2 separate regions of the Gossypium arboreum genome follow, and region 2 is linked to region 1. Evidence: chromatin contacts called from public Hi-C data. All regions are on one chromosome and are shown on one strand. Each heading gives the region's core, a stretch centred on a gene start, on an enhancer-like site or on the middle of the called end of the contact. The rest is flanking DNA. Distances are from core to core; before and after follow the strand shown.

The links. Hi-C and Micro-C count contacts between places; a contact is called where the count stands out from the background.
Region 2: a Hi-C map of leaf shows a contact between it and region 1, with 4 times the contacts expected there. The contact joins the promoter of LOC108487131 here to the promoter of LOC108487562 in region 1. A contact is called at or near these places in 2 of 5 Hi-C or Micro-C datasets (both in leaf).

Annotation. Positions count from the first base shown.
Region 1 is chr10:31,047,643-31,051,847 of ASM2569848v2, forward strand. It overlaps LOC108487562 (U-box domain-containing protein 16-like), which reads right to left and starts at 1,979. Exons shown (of 1, transcript XM_017791936.2): 1 at 1-1,979. The coding sequence starts at 1,803.
Region 2 is chr10:31,212,366-31,216,570 of ASM2569848v2, forward strand. It overlaps LOC108487131, which reads right to left and starts at 2,041. Exons shown (of 6, transcript XM_017791380.2): 1 at 1,885-2,041; 2 at 1,198-1,308; 3 at 284-471; 4 at 1-113. The coding sequence starts at 1,897.

The DNA.
Region 1 (4,205 bases), core at 729-3,228:
TGCTGCGCTTTCTCTCGCAGTATCCGATCCTTCCCTCAAAATAACACCCAGTTTCTTTATTGAATTGTAAGCCGCTGCAATCGCCACCAGTCCGCCTCTCTTCACCACTGCCTCGAGTATCGTCACGGCCTCTTCTGGTAGCACGTTAATGACTCCGATCACTGTCTCTATAACTCCTCCTTCCACTAGCCTCCCAACGGTCTCCCTATCTCCCGCCAAATTCAAAATAGTCACGAGTGCATCCCTTTTAGAATTGGTGGGCCCGTCTTTTGCCAAATCCATCAATCCTTTTATGACATGTGTCTTCCTCCCCAGCCTTTTCCTGTAGGCGTGAACACCTGATAAGCTGAATATTGTAGCCGCCGCATTTCCTTTGGCTTCCCATGTGGCACCAAAACGTAATACATCAATAACACCGTTTAAAGCTCCGTCGGTTTCCATTATCCTCGTTTTGTTTGCTTCTAGGATGGAAAGATTAAGAATCGTTGTAACGACATTGACTTGAAGGTTTGGGTGTTCGGAGCCTACGCCCGAACCTAAATATCTGACAAGGACCGGAATTGCGCCAGCTTCAGCGATGCAGGCTCGGCTGTCGGAGTCAGTTTTAGCCAGGGCTCGAAGCTCATAAGTGACGGCGTTAGCTGCCTCCATGGATGGAGAAACCGAAAGTTTGTTGACCAAAAAGTACACCGTCATTTTCGTAGCTTCAAAGGCGGCTTTGGTGGCTTTGACGCCGCTAACTTTCTCGTTACTTCCCACGGTTTCAAATGGGACTCTCTGTTGGCGGCACCACATGGCTAGAAGATTCCTCAAAGCGCGGTTAGGGATTAGATTGGTGTGGGCCAGGGTCTGACCAGTCTTTGGACACGTGTTGTGTCCAGATTCAATCCACTGATTAATCGATTCCCGATCGTACGTCTGTCCAGAGGCAACGACAACTGGGTCCCGCATTAACTCTAAGCTTATCGGGCACCGAAAGTCCGCCGGAACAGCAATATCCGACAATGAATTCCGCCGGCGATGGTCTGGTTCCAGTTGCGTCGTTGAAGATCCAAATAGAACACATTTAGCATAACGAAGGAGACCGATCAAAGAAGCAATATCTAATTTGGACTTTTCATCGATTTGGTTCTGGATTTCATCTTGGAGACACTCGATTTCTTCTCTACAACTTGATTGGTCGCGTAACCCTAAATTATCCAGAATCTGTTTAAGCTTTAAGTGATGAGGGACGATCTCTTTCTTAATCTGATGGAGCAAAGCTAGAACATCTCGCCTGAGAGAATCGTCTCTGGGATCTACCGATGGTTTAGATTGGGAGCAGTGTTTTCTTACCAAAACGAAAAGCTCCTCCACGTCTTGACTCAAATCCAATTCATTGACAGGGAAGATATCGAGGAGAGTGGACAATTCGAGGGTGAGCTCGTGGAAACTGTTGGCCAATGGTTGGATTCGCATGAGCAACCACATCTTGCTTCCGTTGCAACAGTCTTCCATTAAAGTCTTTATTCTCTGGAAAACTATGTACATTTCTTCGAAGCAGAGGAGGATCGAAGGAGAGAAGGAGGTGGAAACTGGGTTGCGAAGAAGCTCCTCGAATACGATAGCGAGAAGCTTCGACTTGTTTATGGTGGAAAGGGACTTTTGTATCAGGAGACATTGAAGAGGTTTGAGGGCGGAGATTTCTTGAGACAAAGAAAGAAGAGACTTTACCAGGTTCAAGTCTGCAAATTTCGGAGATATGGAGGAGCCCGTAGACGGCCAACGCTTTCTTGGCGGGAAAACCCGAGGAGAAACGGCCATGAAACACAAATTAATAACTCTTACAAAAGAATTTCTGCAACACAGATATCTAAGCTAATGGAATGTGAAATTTGGTAGCCTTTTTTTTGGCTTTGAATTGAAGAAGAAGATATAGCAGTAGTTGATTACAGATAGAACAAGTTGGCCCGTTGCATTTCACGCCCCCTTTTCATTTTTTAAATGATAATAATCTATTTTTATACTTATTATAAACTCTATGATTAATTTAATTAAGTTTAATTCCAAACCACAAAAAGTTAGCTTTAAAATTACAATTACTTTAATTTTTGTAAAAAAAAAGTTTGAAATTTGTGATGATATATAAATTTAACTAATTTATACTTAATATATGCATTTTTATTTTCACTGAATTTAAATCTATATATTAAAATTAATATAATACAAAAATAAAAAATAATTCTCCTTTTAAAAACACTTTTTTCTTTCAAAACAACCCTCTTCCCTTTTCATGCCACATTAACTAAAATTTATCGATAAAATTCTTATTGGTGAAACTACCTAATTTAAATAATTATCTATTGAATAACTTATATTCAAATCATCTTAAAAAATATAATTTTAGACCTCATTAAAATATTGTCACATCATTCATTTTAAATATATCAAAAATATTATCATACGCACATCTATATATAATATCTTTTCTAATTTAAGTTTTATTTAATAAATTATTGAAAATTAATTAATTTTTGCACATATTTGATAATCTAAAATTAAAGCAATATGATAATTTTTTCTATAAAAAGTATAGAAAATAATAAATAAATAAGAGTTACTTAGAACTTAAAGGAGAATATTTTCAATTATTTCAATTTATTTTATTTTAATGTTATATTATTCTACAAAAACTTTACGTTCAAAATTTTAATTTTGTTCAGAATAAGGATAAATGCTTAAAATTAAAGATAAAATTCATAATATAATTTTTATAATTTAAAATTTATATTTACCAATCACTCTAATTATATCACTAATCAATTTTAAATAATATATGAAAGAAAACTTTTCAGCATTTAATTTTTTAGTTTATCAGACTTTAATTAAAATACTTAAACTAATTAATTATTTAAGTAATAAAAACATATTTTCTTCTTTTTACAATTTTTAATTTTCTTTTCAAAAATTAATTTTATTTTTATTTTTATGCAATCAATTTTTTAAAAATAATAGTTTTTAGGCAGTTGATTTTTTTCATTTTAAATTGTTTCTATTTCATTTTTAAAATTTTTAATCAAATAACAAAATTTGATAATACAATTAGTGGTCACTATAATTTTTCAATTTTCTACAAAATTTTTTAGTTTTTTTATTTTTAATTTTTGGTTCATATTTCTCTATTTTCTTTTATTTTTAATTACTTATTTCAAGTTTTTAAAATGTTTTCTTATGATTTTTTCTCAATTTTAATTTTTTATATAATTTAATTAAAATTAAATTAAGTTAAGAGAAAATATCATATATAAATTAAATGCAACTATAATATTACTTATATATATATATTTAAAATTTAATAATATGAAACTATTTTATTAATATTTAAGATGATATTAAATTAAATTATTTTATTATTAGATATATATTGGAAACAGAACATTTTAATTGTCGTGTTGCATGGTTTTAGTGTATGAAAAGAAAAATGTATTAGATTGGGAAGGCCGTTTACCAGGTCAGAGAATAAGTATTATAATCAACTTGCCTTTGACAACATTGCCGGCTGGCTCCCTTTTCTGATTTTTCAGCTCATTACAATGGAGTGATAAATTTGTTTTAATTATATTACTAATAGAAATGAGAGTGAAGAATATGGAAGAAAGATAAGTGTTGAATTGAGTGTACCAGCAGCCGGCAGGTAGGCCACATCACACTTTTAATATACATTCATAATATAAATTTTTAATGGAGTTAATAAATAGAGATAAAAGATGGAAAAATAGTACCTCTTTTAATAATATTGTTTTTAGCATTTCAATCTCGTTTTCGTTTTAATAATTATTGTTAATACAATACAAAACCTAAGCCAGATGCATATTGTGAGGAACGGTTGGTAAAGTTTGTTGTGGACTTGTTCCAAACCTCATCATATATCCACTTTTTTCCAAATTTAAAAAACTATTGTATGCATTATTTCTGCTTTCCTCTTAGACTTTACATTACACATCCAGCTTTGATCCAACACACTTTTTTGCTTTTTATTTTCCCTTTTTTTTCTTATATGAACTCAGCTCCGCTGTATAGATGATAAACTGTAAAGTAAACATATGATGTCAGGCTGGCATTTCAAGTTCAGGCTCAGAATTCTAGAGCATTAATCAAATTCAATTATGCAACTGAAAGACCTGCGTATACCTAAACAAGATGGAGTACTGGGAATCTCAAAGATT
Region 2 (4,205 bases), core at 791-3,290, 160 kb after region 1:
GAGATAAGTGCAAATTTCTGACATAGGTTGACCTCTTTACACAAAACTTCAGGTTGTATCAAAGAGATTTCCACAAAGAAGAGAGGAACATAGTAGTCCACCAGTGTGATGCACTAGGCAGAACAGGTCAGATGGAGATTTAGTATTTTGCACTTAGAAAGAGGACATAAAGAAGATCATTTTGTTTTTGTTTTTTTTTTCTTTCTTTTAAAGATAGCCACAAACATCAAGTTGACTTGAATATTCAATAAGCCACCACCATTTAACTGAGCTAGACAAGTACCTGCTGCTCAAAAGAAGGAATACGAGAGCAACTCTTGTGAAGCACCTCAACTATCTCAGTCTGGGTCTTGTTTTGTGAAAGGAAATTAATTGCCTCAGTAGCAAATTCCTCACACACTGTGCACACATTGTCCTTCCAAACAATGTTTTCTACTACTTCCTCATCTTGCCCCTGGTTTGTCTGCACAACTGAACCAGGATTCTGTTTGATTACACTTGATTGTTTTCTCACTTCCATTGTACAATCTCAAGTTAAAAAGTTATACAGTTTGCAAATCTATTTCTTATTGGAGAAAGGCATGTATCTGCACATCTTCAATGAGCAATCATTTAGGGATCTCATTAACATCAGTAAACACTTCTTGGCAAAAGTATCAAAATTTCAAGCGTCTGTTAAATATAGATAGTAACTCATGATGCAATAAGCAAGGGATATATCAACCTGAATTTTTGGCAATAAGTGATCTAAGCTCAGCCCAAGATGATCTTGAAAGGCCAAAAATAAAAATGTTCAGAACCTATAAAAGCCGGTCTATAACCAAATCCCAAACTTATCCCAGGACCTCCAATTGCAAGCCCTACCTCAAATTTCCAACATAGTTCAAAATTTAGCTGGTAATTATTAATAGTTAATTTAATTCACACATTTTCACAAGCAAGTAAACTTAAGGGACCTTGGAACATATTCACCAATAAATTTAGTTCAACCATCATTAAGCTGCAACTTCATCTGAATATGGATTATTAAACCATTAAGGGAGTAACGTTCTGCATCATCTTTCAGGTATTATTACAATTAAACAAGCGAACTTAAGAAGCCTCTCTTAGGACTGGGAAAAGGAAAAGAGAATCTTGTAGATACCGTAAAGAGACGATAACATCAACAATGATTACCAAAACTCTTAACAGAATTACCTGATGCACCAGAGAGTACTACCGGAGCGGCTTCTAGTTGTCTAGCATCGCAAACCCAGCTTGCACTCAATACAAAGAGGAATAAGAGCCCAAGTCTCACATCCATAATGCCTGGAGTTATTCATTAAATAGCATGAGAATCACATAATTCAAACAAATAGTACTTGATGAAAAAGTAAATGTCTTTTACATGAACATATCCAAAGGTAAAAGATCCTATGACAACAATAAACAAAATTTTAAACTAATACACATATCACCTGAAAGGTGCGACCATAGTCTGAAAAGTGATAGAACCCAATACAAACAATAATATTATCCTTAATTACTAGCTATATCTCAAATTTCACCTATCAGTTAACTTTTTGACTGGGCTTCATACAACCCAGATACCAAAAGACCGGTAGTAGCTCCAGAATAAGCGAAAGTATAGCAGCAGCAACAATTCAAAAGCAGATTATTCCAAAACCCAATACTTACAACAATTCATATTCTTTGTGTTTCAATACTTGAAACTAAACCACAACATGTAGGATGAAAGAGAAACCAAAGCTTTCAAGTTTCAACAAAGAAGTACTATAAGAAAATCCCATCAAAGATTTTGCACAAAATTAAACAATGGAGAGGAAAAACAGATGAGATATAATGAAAATAGAAACAAAAAAGGATGGAAGAGAAGAGTTGTACCTTTGGAAAGCATAGCCAGCGCCAGAGGGAGATATTATTATTAATTCCCTGTGAGTGTCGGATTGGGCAAAGGCGTGGAATTGTCGTTGGCGCTGCCCCTTTTAAACTCATCTACCATCTCACCATTATCACCATATTTATTTCTAAATTTTGGTTAAAATATGCTACAAATTACTATCTTCTTTCTATTATTAGAACTTAATATTTTTTTTCAGTTATTTAAATTTCTTTATCCTTTGAATTTTAAAATTTAAATTTAATTATTAATAGCATTAAATATTTTTAAAGTTGACGTGTAACATTTTAAAATAAAAAGATATTCATAAATGTCGTAATCAATTTGAATTGAATATAATAATTTTAACGAATTAATTTAACTTAGCATAGAAGATTTAATTTCAATTTATCAAAAGAAATTTGAGTTTTTATATAATTATTAAATATAGACTATTTGAATAAAGATAATTCAATAACATAAATTAAAATTTTAAATTTTAGAAAGAGATTAATTTCAATATTATACTAATAAATCGATTGAAACTTCAATATTGAATAAAATTTACAACTTTCAGGCAAAGGAGTAAGCAAGTATAATTTCAAATTTTTAAGGCATTATTTTAATTTCTATTGTTTTTTATTTTAATCCTTAATTTTATTTTTCTAGATCCATACTTAAAAAAGATTTTTTAATGACCAAAATGAAAACAACCAAGAAGTTGGCTGGCCAAAATGAAACTATAAACATGATGTGATGTTTACAATTTATTGGTGTTAAAAATTTAACGTCTGGGTGATTAAAATGAAAGCTATCTCTGATGATGTAGATAAATTTGAAAGAATATTTTTTTGTATAATCAAAATAAAAACGCCTTAAAAATTGGATGACCAACTTAGTAATCTACCTTTTTATATAATAGAGGTGGAGAACATTTCTTTTCTTGTTTTAAGAAAATATTTATATATTTAGTACTTGACTTGACTCATCGAGACGAAAACAAACTTGGATTGTATGATGTCCTGATATGATAATCTTAAAATGATAAAATTTTTTACAATATTTGATGTATTATTAAATGTTATCTAATTTAGATTCATAATAAACACAACTTCACATATAATATCTGCAACACGTTCCCAATTAAATTCGAGAGTTACAACTTCAATATATCAAAATATTTGGTTCATTGAAACCATGTTCATAAACATATTTTACAGTGGTTGTTGGTACCATATCGTTACCAATTGTATCGATTAATGTGTTCTATTTCAGTTTTAAATTGATACCAAGTAGTTCGTATTCCATTTTAGTTAAAATATTGTTGGGTTTTGACCATTTTGGTGTATTTGATATGTTCTGATCAATACTAACTTATATCAGAGCACAGGGCGTACCTAGGGGGACTGGTAGAGTCCTTGACTCTTTTAAAATAGAAAATTTTTCATTTAAACTCTTAAATTTTTTTTTAAATTAGTAATGGTAAAATTGTACTTTGTCCCCTAAAATAATAAAAATTTGATTTAATACTTTAAAAATTATAAATATATATGCTACTAAAATGGTGCAATTGTATTTTTACTATCATAAAAATTACAATTTAATTTTGATCTCCCCTAAAATAATTTTTTCTTTGTTTTGCCAAAGGCATCTATCAAGATTGGTTGGTACAAAATTTTAATATTTTAAAATTTCTTTTATCTTAAGCATTTTTTCTACAATTACATTTAAAATTAACAATTATTAAATTATATTATTGAACATAATTAATGATTTTAAAACTTATATTTACATATAAATATATTTGTAAGGATTAATTGAGATATATTTGGATGTATATATAATATATAACTTTTTTGACTAAACAAGGGTTGGAGATATTTTATTGGAAACAAAACTAATAAATGTTCTGGTAACATCAATAGAAAACTAATCAAATCAACAAACATAAAGGAAACTTAAACGACAGCTAAAAGAAACCCAAAAACCACAACTAATTAAAACAAATAAAATTAAAATCCCCATCCATTATAGTGTCTGTCTCCAGCTTTGTCATTTGCCCAACGTCTCTTCCTCTTCATTTTCACTGGAGAAAGCCTGAAAGATTTTATTTGGGACGCTCTCAACGCCCCTTTTCCATTTCCCTTTTCATCGTTTCAATCCAGTTCTCGTGGGCGCTCCAGTAGCCATTGACGATTGGCGTAGCCGGGGACCTCTCCACGCAGGTAAATCATCTTCATTTCCTTCAAGCTTGTTGTCGCAGTGATGTGGGCTCAGCGATTAGCCGATCTTGGAGCATAACGGAAAGTAATGGTCTGAAATTTGC